Linked DNA regions of Sus scrofa: all the other regions are linked to region 1. A link is a contact called in public Hi-C and HiChIP or PLAC-seq data. All regions are on one chromosome and are shown on one strand. Each heading gives the region's core, a stretch centred on a gene start, on an enhancer-like site or on the middle of the called end of the contact. The rest is flanking DNA. Distances are from core to core; before and after follow the strand shown.

Evidence for each region. A called contact is a pair of places that touch in the nucleus more often than the background predicts. HiChIP or PLAC-seq counts read pairs in DNA pulled down with a chosen protein or histone mark.
Region 2: a contact with region 1 is called in an H3K27ac HiChIP or PLAC-seq map of skeletal muscle, with 6 times the contacts expected there. The contact joins the promoter of PRDM5 here to the promoter of MAD2L1 in region 1. A contact is called at or near these places in 1 of 47 Hi-C or Micro-C datasets (embryonic fibroblasts) and 1 of 2 datasets of contacts at active chromatin or transcription factors (skeletal muscle).
Region 3: a Hi-C map of skeletal muscle shows a contact between it and region 1, with 6 times the contacts expected there. The contact joins the enhancer-like site here to the promoter of MAD2L1 in region 1. A contact is called at or near these places in 1 of 5 promoter capture datasets (fetal liver), 10 of 47 Hi-C or Micro-C datasets (alveolar macrophages, blood, embryonic fibroblasts and 7 more) and 2 of 2 datasets of contacts at active chromatin or transcription factors (alveolar macrophages and skeletal muscle).

What each region holds. Positions count from the first base shown.
Region 1 is chr8:103,925,472-103,928,753 of Sscrofa11.1, forward strand. It overlaps MAD2L1 (mitotic spindle assembly checkpoint protein MAD2A), which reads left to right and starts at 1,887. Exons shown (of 5, transcript XM_003129223.4): 1 at 1,887-2,171; 2 at 2,925-3,071. The coding sequence starts at 2,099.
Region 2 is chr8:103,186,618-103,190,238 of Sscrofa11.1, forward strand. PRDM5 (PR domain zinc finger protein 5) reads left to right here and starts at 1,695. Exons shown (of 16, transcript XM_021101643.1): 1 at 1,695-2,746.
Region 3 is chr8:104,758,687-104,762,007 of Sscrofa11.1, forward strand. The region is part of intron 2 of SEC24D (protein transport protein Sec24D); the gene reads left to right. The region is part of intron 1 of SYNPO2 (synaptopodin-2); the gene reads right to left. Among named protein-coding and RNA genes, the nearest start is that of SYNPO2, 84 kb to the right of the region's middle. Within about 2 kb of position 2,020, at least 31 of the 83 cell types and tissues checked have an H3K27ac peak or open chromatin away from gene starts, as enhancers often do. A contact at or near this core is called in alveolar macrophages, embryonic fibroblasts, omental adipose tissue and 3 more, where this site is marked.

The DNA.
Region 1 (3,282 bases), core at 637-3,136:
GTTACTAAAGGAGTAAGAAGATTAGGATAGTAACCTGGGGCTGCCCAGATAGACAGAAGCCAGATAAGATTAAATTTGTGAGCCTTTGACTTTTTTTTTAAGTATGCATATTTAAACAAAACTAGATTACAAACTTCTCAAAAACTACAGACCATGCTTTCTAAGTCTTAATTATTTCTTATACTGTCTCAAAGAACACAAAGAAAGTATTAAGTACTTTCTCTATATTGGAAATCTCATACTTGGGCAGCTTCTAGAACCTCCAAAATTATACTAAAGATTATTTGCATCTTCAGATAACTTAAAAACTGTATTATTTTGAAACAAAAAGAAGTCTTTCATGAAGTGTTAAGTTGTAAATTCCTTAGAAAGAGAGGCAATTTCTACATGGAGTAAGGTGGGCATCAAGCTCTATCAGCCAGAAGCCAAAATCCTGGTGGAAGGAATGAAAAGACGGTGATTTAAACACACACACACTTGTACCACAGAAACTAAAGGATGTAAGGAAAATGTTATTGGATCAAATCAACTTATTACATATTATACCTGTTTCAGTCTTTAAACTGATCAAGTTTTGATATATAACACTGAATAGGCAGAGTTCTAAGGGCGTCCTCAAAATTTGTGGCCTCCAGGGAGCCTATCCTATAGAATCCCTCCACTTTAGTGTGGCCAGAGTAGTGATTATTAGGAGTTATCACTTTGAGGATTAAGTTCATCAAAGAGGAAATTATCTGACTGGGTCTGACCTAATCACTTGAGCCTTTAAAAGGGACCTCCCAGAAGTCAGAGACTGGAAGCCTGAGATTTATGGAAGGGCTACCTGGCAAAAGCACAAGACTGGCCTCTGCCAACAGCTGGCAAGCCAGTGAGGACATCAGTCCAAGAACAAGGATATTAAGTCTACCAAGAACCAAGGGCCTCAGAAGAGGACCCCTGATTTTAGGTAAGATCCCACTTGCAGACAAATACCCTTATTTCAAACTTGTGAAGACTACAGTAGAGAACTCACCTATGCCACGCCATGCTCCTGACTGAAGGACTGATAATAAATGGGTGTTGTTTTAAGCCACTCATTTGTGGTAATTTATTATGCAGCAATAGAAAACTAATACACTCAGGCATTTTTTCATACAATTAAATAACATTATGTAAGGTGGTTAAGTTTTTCAGATTTCATTTTACATTTTTTCTACCCACTTTAAGAATAAACTTGTTTCAAAACAACTGACATGCACATTAGTTGCGCGCTATCTCTTTAGTACTTCTCATCCTAACAATAAAATTCAAAATTCACGGAAAAGTTCTTCAGTGTTGAAAGGCCTTTTTGGTGAAGTGACCTTACTCCTGACCAGTCGCCGAAGGATGGCGGGGTGCAGAGTGCAAGCTGGACCATCAGAGACAGCCTCAGGCTGCCCCCAGACTGAGCCTAGCAGAGGGTCGGGGTGAGGAGTAGACGTGAGCTTTGCCCAGAACAGACAAGGGAAAGAAGAATGGACGCAGTTCATCCCTTTAATCCCTAAACCAATTTCTCAGGAAAAGCCGCGCGCCCACAAGTAATCAGGGTCTCTAATAAAACTGTGGTGCGCACGCAGTAGCTTTAGAAACTCCCAAAGCATCTGAGGAGTTCCGCCCGCCCACTAAGAATCACTGGGGCTACTTAAGGTACAGCTAGCAGACAGATCGGAGCATTTTCAAAATATCTTTCAAACTCAGGAGTTGTGCTCCTTACCCCTTCTGCCTGAAGACTCAAGGCGCGGCCACTAAAACCGCGATATACCGTCTTTGCCGCAAGCCCCCAGCTAGCCAACCAACTACCGCAGGAGTTCCACAAGGAACCCACCGCGACGCAACGACTCAACAGCGTGAGCACGTCCACCCACTGCGCAGGCGCGAAGAGCGGCTACGCGAGGAAGGAGAAAACAAGCCAGACCCCGTGGTGTAAGGGCGGGGCCTAAAGGCTCGTTGCGCCTGCGCGAAAGAGTCGACGGCGTCCTGCGTCGTTACTTTTGAAACCGGTGGCGGGGAACTACTCTGGAAGTCACTGGTGTGGCTGGTTGCCGCGTGAAAGCGCGTCTCTTCATCCGTGGGCCTGGCCATGGCGCTGCAGCTCTCCCGGGAGCAAGGCATTACCCTGCGCGGGAGCGCCGAAATCGTGGCGGAGTTCTTCTGTAAGTCCTTCTCGCGCAGGCCGGAGAGCGGGGAGAACTGTGCCCAGGCCGCCAAGTAGGCCCGCGGCTCGGTACGGTGGCGGGGAGAACCCATTGGGTCAGAGCGGACGCGAATCCGAGCCCTCTCAGTCTCAGCGTACTGCCAGGCAGGAGGGATCTGGAAGAGGCGGATGCAGGCGCCTCTTCCGGATGCGTTGCTAATGGTGGAGGAGGCGGCCTAGGTTCTGCTGAGGCCTGCCTGGCGATATAACCGCTTAGCCGGGAGCAAACCCCATACCCACCCCGAGGTGAATCAGGATTGACGGTAATGGGCTAGACTTGGGGAGGCGTTCTTCTGGACCAGGCCAGTTGCACCTTCTGATAGAACCTGGCAGGACTTGTGAGAAGAAAAGGAGGAAAAAAAGGAGAGGATTGCCTGGGCGTTGGACGACTCAGTTGCTTCTTTTGACATCCTCTAACCATAAAGTCTGAATTTAGAATTGTTTTACAATGAAATGAAATTTGGCACTGGTAGATAAATGCAGTTTGCCATGTTTCTTTTATTGCCACTTAAATGCAGATACCACTTTTTTGTTTAGAAGCAAAATTTTAAAGCTTTTTAATTTCACTTTGTACCTTTGAGCAAAACACAAACGCGTGTTTAAACATTTACAGCTTTACACCATTAATGAAACCATAGCCACATGACTAAATATGTTTTATTTCTCAGAATTACAAAATGAAAATGACTTTTAACATTTCTTTTGTTTTCAGCGTTTGGCATCAACAGCATTTTATATCAGCGTGGCATATATCCATCTGAAACCTTTACTCGAGTACAGAAATACGGACTTACCTTGCTTGTAACTACTGATCCTGAGCTCATAAAATACCTAAATAATGTGGTGGAACAACTAAAAGGTATTTCATTGTTGGAAACAGTTTTGAGTTTTGCCAGCATTCTAGGATCCATTTTCTAGCAGCTTGCTGGTCATTTTTCATCTGTATACCTGGTGGTGTAAAACACACTACCATCTCAAATATAGTGAAATAACTGGGAGGAAGAAAATAAATCAAAAAGAAGTCCCATCTTTACCCCATTTTGAGTGGGCTGAATATTTTCATGTTAGGA
Region 2 (3,621 bases), core at 445-2,944, 740 kb before region 1:
TAATATCAATATTTTTATTTTCTTATTTTTTTTTGAGGTTGGATTTAAACTCTTGATATAAAGCAGACTTTTAATTTCCCGTTTTTCAAAGACAATATTGAAAGGTCACTTTCTAGCTTTAAAAGTTTTAAGAAATGACTCATTGTACCACTACTGTCTTATAGGCTTCAAAATCAAATTTCCGGTCAGTATTGTGCATTTTGACTTGGCAAACATGTGTCCTTTTTTATGTGTTGTAAGAGAGATTATTTTGAAGCTTTTGTTGCTGGTTTCTATGTTTTAGGTAGTAGATCTTCAGAAAACTCCAATAAATAGATGAAAAGAACATTGCATATTTTAATGAAATGTATGTTTGTGTTGGTTGTAACAAAATCTCTCAGAGATTTAGAAAAGATAAGGAAAGTTTTTCATTTTATTAATTTCAGCATTATCTTTACAAACTTTTTTAAAAACACATCCTAATTTGTAAAGATGCCTACGTTCAGAAAGATGAGCATTCTCAAGCTGACAACTTTGTTCCCCAGAAACATAGCAGCAATCAAAAGGGAGCTATGCCAAAGCAAGGGTCATCAGTGAATGAGGCTTGTGTCAGACTAAGTCCAGAAAACATTTCTTTTTCTCTTTAGTGACCAAAAACTGTGGAAACTTTTGTGCCCAAAGAGACATGGCAGAGCATTTGACTGAGGAGCCAGTGTGGCTTGAGGACCAGGGATGAAAGGCTCTGGGGGACAAGGACAGAGTGCCCTGGGAAAAGTGCCATGGGCCACTCTCTGGATTGTGGTCTGGTTCCAGCTGGGCCCAGTGGACCTGGTCTGGCCTCATTTTAGCACTGGCTTAAAGGATTCCAGGAAAAACCTACTTAGTCCAGATTCTTTGAGGAATACACGAATTCTAGGCTCACCATTGACTAATTTGAAAATCTCAGATTAGCTTCAGAATTGACTTTTAATTAAGACATATTTACCGAACCCCTATTACATGTTTCAAGGCCATCTCATTTCAAATTCCCCCCAAAACAAACTTTATTAATTTATGTGCTCTTACAAAAAGATGCCTTCGACGGTAGGTCACAGGGATTAAAACTCAGAGAATGATTAAGGCATAGTTCTACTTACTCCTGGCAAAACTATCCTTTGGTTTTTCAAAAAAAGAGTCATTTATTTATTTCATTCTCTAAAATCTTAAATATTATTATAACATGATTTTTTTCTTTAAAAACCTTTTTCTAAACTTTAATAAAATCCTACTAAGGAAATTAGGAACTGTTTGTGTTCTAAGGCTTTCCTTAGATCTGAAAAATCATTTCCATGGTGCTTGTGTTGTTCACAAGACAACAGGTCCCAGGTGGAGTTACTTATATATCACCAAACTGAGGCTTAATTAATTTCGGCTCTACTAGAAATGGAAGCTTAAGCCAACTGATTGGGAGGTGCCTGATCAGCATTAGTAATGCGCCTGAGAGAATCCTGCTATCTTCTAGAAGAAAGAAAACTTGTGGAGTTCCCGTTGTGGATCAGAAGTTAATGAGCCTGATTAATATCCATGAGGACTTGGGTTCAATCCCTGGCCTTGCTCAGTGGGTTAAGGATCCAGCATTGCCGTAAGCTGTGATGTAGGTTGCAGATGTGGCTCTGATCCTGCGTTGCTGTGGCTATGGTATCAGCTGGCAGCTACAGCTCTGATTCGACCTCTAGTCTGGAAACCTCCATCTGCTGCAGGTGCAGCCCTTAAAAGACAGACAGACAGACACACCCTTTCCAATAGCCAATCCACATTTTTTGCCAGGTAAAGCTTCCCTGTTCCTGCTCCCCTCTGCCTGTAGAAGTCTTTCATTTTGTACAGTTCCTCAGAGCTCCTTTCTACCTGCCAGATTGGATGTTGTCCAAACCATGAATTGTTGAAAAAAACATTTAAGACCTTTAAAATTTATTCAGTTGAATTTTTTTAGCACTATGGTCTTTAATTTTGCAAATTATCATTAGTATTAGTATTACTATTAGTTGATAAGAAACATCAAATGTTTATTGGTGACATTAATAGTTTTCACGAAAAGAACCCAGAACAGAAAATTGTCAAGAATATCAAGAAAAATGAGAGTTCCCAGTTCCTCTTGATGGTGAAACTTTTTTTAAAATTTTCTTCTGAGCGCAAAATCTAACTTCATTAAAAGCACTAAAAGAAGATGTGTGGCATCACATCACTGTTGTGATACCAGATTCCACTGTGCAGGCATGCCCTCTCATCTCCGTCTCCACGGCTCTGTGTCTGAAAATAATTGGCCTGGTGATTTTTTCAAGCAAGAGAGGACTCAGGAATAGCTTATTTTTGGAAGTTTAAGAACTTCCTGGGGATTAGGACACCATAATAGAACCAGTTTCCGCTGGACTTAAATATTCAGTTATTCATGACAAATTTTGAGTTAATTTGAAAGGCGTTAGTGGCAGGCTGGGTACATCCCCTTTCTCTGAACGTTAATCAGCCTATTTATTGGTCCCCTATGAGTTCAAGACTCTGAAACAAGGATGAAAAAAACCTGAAGCATAACTCAGATGCAAAAGGATCAAAATTTCCTAGACCTCAGGGACTGCTCTCAGCAGTCTGGCACTAAGTATGCTTTCACTGTAGAACTTGTAAAGTTATTTCTGTGTATGGTCCCGGCTCGGTCAAGGCCCATTTCGTTTTGCATCTGAGGACTAAAATTCCCTGATTGGGAGTACCGCTTCAGAGGGGCAAAACCCAGAGCCGGGTAAGGGCGGGTCCACACGCTGCCTAACCCGGCGCAGGGTGCGGGCGGGTCGGTTCGGCTCCCCAGCCTCCGGGTTCGAGGCTCCGCGCCCGGGCGCGGGTCCGAGCCGCCAACTTCGAGCCAATCAGCGCGCGGCGTCCCGGCGCCCGCAGCGTCTCGGCGCCCGCAGCGCCCCGGCCCGCGCCCCTCACGCCCCCGCGGCAGCAATGGCAGCAGCGGCCTCTGCGGCTCCCGGCCTCGGCAGACCCGGGACGAGGAGGGGCTGAGCCGCGGGGGATCCTGGAATCCGCGGGGAGGTGGGGATTCTGGGAGAAAAACTCCATTTCCTCCTTTCCCGCCGGCCTCTCCCCTCCACCCCGGCACCCCAAATTTCAATGTGTCGCCTCCTGGGCGCAGAGCGCTGGTGTTGAGCGAGGCGGCGGCCGCGGCTGGGAAAATGCTGGGCATGTACGTGCCGGACAGGTTCTCCCTGAAGTCTTCCCGGGTTCAGGACGGGATGGGGCTCTACACGGCCCGCAGAGTGAGAAAGGTGGGTGACCCGGCGGCGGCCTGCGCGCCCCTACTCCCGCCGCGCGCTCCGCGCTTCCAGGGCTCGCCGCTCCTCAGGGCCGGGGGCTCCGCGGGCTTCACTCGCGTCGCCCCTCGCCGGGCCGACCGGGAGCCCCGCGGGGAGGCTGGGGCGGCGGGGGCGGCCTTCACCCGTCGCGCCTCCCGAGCGGGCAGCGCCACGTAGGTGTCGGCTGGGCGCGCTTCGCAGCCGGCCGGTCCAGGGGCGGAACTGCCGCCGGCCGCCCTGCGGCAAGATGTCTTTCCTCCCCTGCAGGAAGTGGGTCGGGATGGAGCCTCCCTCTTCCTCGGGTCCGGGAGCTAGCCGC
Region 3 (3,321 bases), core at 770-3,269, 830 kb after region 1:
AATAATACATGGATGGAGTCTCTGTGGAGACTGCTCAAGGAAGCTGTTCTGAATTAAGGGAGAGGAAAGGAAGGGGAATAAGGCAGAGAAAGGATTTTTTTTTTTTTTTTTTTTTTTTTTTTTTTTTTTTGCAAGTGTAGGAGAAAAGTTGGAAGAGAATAAGGTGGACAAGTTCTCTTGTGGCTCAGTGACTTAGGATCCATCCCTGTCACTGCAGCATCTTGGGTCACTGCAATGGTGCAGGTTCAGGCAATGGTTGGGGAACTTCCACATTCTGTGGGTGCGGCCAAAAAAGAAAAAAAAAAAAAAGGTGGCATTAGGAAGATATTTGATGGAAAAAGATGCTGGAAGAGATTGAAGGGGAAAAATTGAAATGAAGGGAGTAAAACCAAGGAATTCATGCCTAATCACCTTTGCACTTTCAGCAAAGTAGCTGAAGTTACCTCCATGCTTGATGGAGAATGAATTTGTTTTTTGGAGGTTTGCTCCTCCACCATCACAATCTCAAAAGAATTGTGCTGAAAGTAGAGTTTGGCCTCTTTGAATAATCTATTATGGTATTTAAGAACCGTCATGTTCTTTCTGTAATCAGTAAAGAAAGGCAAAGAAAAGAATATAGGGAGTTCCCGTCGTGGCTCAACAGAAACGAATCCAACTAGTATCCATGGGGATCCTGGCCTCACTCAGTGGGTTAAGAATCCAGTGTTGCCATGAACTGTGGTGTAGGCCACAGATGCAGCTCAGATCTGGAATTGCTGTGGTTGTGGTGTAGGCCAGCAGCTACAGCTCCAATTAGCCCCCTAGCCTGGGAACTTCCATATGCCGTGGGTGTGGCCCTAAAAAAAAAAAAAAAAAAAAAAAAAAAAGAATACAGAATTTCCAGACAGGTTTCTGGGAGACAGTCAATTGGTCTGCGTTATTTAGATAGCTTGTGCAATGATGTTTGGAAAGAGAACTTAAACATCGCTACTACAGTAGGCTAATCAATTGCAATTTGCTTATTAGCATCCTGTGAAAACTACCAAAAGGTATGTACAAATGACTTTTTGGGAAGGGGTGGGAGATGAGAAGAGTCAGTGCAGTGCACCTCCCTGTGATTTGGGTCACTGTAGACATCGCCCCAGAGAGCAGTACTTGAAGGACAGAGTGCAATGCTTTCCTCCTTCCCCTCCCTTTCCTCCTGCGTGTCCTCCTTTCATCTCCACTTGCCAATCCTGGATTTACTGCCAAAACACGGAAGAAAGGCAGAAAGGCAGCACATTTGCTCAGGTTAAAAGTGGTTATAAGAGTGACCTGTTAGTTGTGAAGAACTATGTGTCCCCCAAAAGGAGCATAAGCACCTGTAAACATATTCTGATTTTGTTCCCAGGTTAATAGTGAGATATATTTAGTTTAGCTTTTTTTTTGTTTTTATACTGTTCCACACCCCACTTTTTTTGATAGCATTCCAGTTTTAAATCTTCTCATATTGTGCCTGCCCCAAGCAATTATGTTACATAAGAAAACAATGTTGGTACCTTTAAAATTAGACATTTACTCCTTCATTCTTAAATGTGAGATAACTGCCAGGGAATGTTTTCTCATTGTTCGTGGTTTATTTCCTGAATTCCAGTAGCAATAGTGTGTAAGTGAAACCCACACTGCCTCATTTCCTGCTTAGGCTGCCTGGTAGGCAGTCAAAACCTACATTCCTAAGGCTTTGCTGCCCTCAAGTGGTCTAGCTTGAGAATAACCAACTATTTTGGGGGAGTTGGGGAGATGGAAACTGGGTTTCCAGTCAGTCCTCCTGTCTGACTCAAGCATTAATTCCTGACTGGGAAAAAAAAATTAGTATGTGCCAAATGTGAGAATCATGAGGGAAAAGGAAGATTTTATTTCTCAATATTCCCTCAAAAGGTATAGAGTAAAAATACAATAGCAACAGCCACAAGCTTGTTTTTGTTAATTATAGAGTAACTGCGTGCGTGTTGTCACAGGGACACAGCTGTAGGATATGAGTTGAACTGACTCCCTTAGGCCTTTGGGGTCAATCAGCTTCTCTAGGGCAACCCCCTCATCAGAACCCATGACATCATGTTCCACAACTAAGGACACACTGTTGTTTGGAAAGAATGTGTTCAGGGAAGACATTCCACTCTTCCCATGTGGCCGAGACTCTCAAAAAAGGAGGCCAGCAATTATGGTGATTACACTAATCACAGGGAGGGCTTGTGGGGGAGGGAACCGATGTGGAGGTCTCTAATGGCAGCTCTGTGGGGACTCTGCTCTAATTGGCCACCATCAAGACCCTCTAAGGTAGGTTTCCCAGACTGCTGATGGAGAAAGGAGGAGAACACCCTCAAAGGGATGAGCAGACTCAGGATGGGCTGGGCTTATGAAGCAGGTCGGTTATGGGGCTGTTGATTACTCAACTAGATAGCTTTTCCTGGAACAGGCGGACCAGCTAAAAATGCATGTGGTGCTGTCCCCTTGTGGCTTATGACCTTGTTCCTGGTATTTTGGGTGATTTTGGGTAATTGTGGAAATCCTTCAATAATGAAAGATTTTGCGATAGGAAAACCCTAGTTCTCGTACACTGCTCTTGGGTTGGGCACAGAGATGAATTGGGCGGGTCCAATGAATAGAAATGAGCTGTGGTTTAGCAGGCATCTGGTGCTATAGGAAAGCCTGGGAAAGAACACTGTGCTTAGTAACCTGGGATCTAGAATCAGCTCTGCCACACACTGGGTATGTGACAATGAGAGAGTCACTTGACCTTTCTGGGCTCAGTTTCCTCTTCTGCAAACTGTGGCGTTTGGCTCAGATTAGTGGTTGATAGACTGATGTGTGGAGGTGTGCCTCACCGGCTACCACCAGGACAGAGTCTTTTCTTCCCTCCCTCTGTAAGCAAAGCAAGCCCACTTTGCTCTGTTTTATAAATTGAAATTTGAAAACCACTAGATCAATGGGAGAGGGAGGTATGGGAAGGAGTAGAAGGCAAGTCTGGACAGGAAGTTGGAGTTACACTTCGGATATATTTTTATTTGAGCTGCAGGGAAGAGAGGGGGTGTATGGCTGCGAGCAGGGAGGCAATGTATAAATGATTTAGAAGGGAAAGCGACTAACCCAAAATTGCCTCTGGAAGACTATCAGGTTAGTCCAGGTGTAAAATGATAAAGGTTTGAGCCAGAGTGATGGCACCTGAAATGCTATGTGAATGTGTGTGTCAGGGGATGTAACTGAAAACTGGAATTGAATTCAAGGCCTCTGCACAGAGTAAAACATTTAGTTGGATAAAATGGAAAAGATTAGAGTCCTACCCATAAAAAGAGTATAGCCACT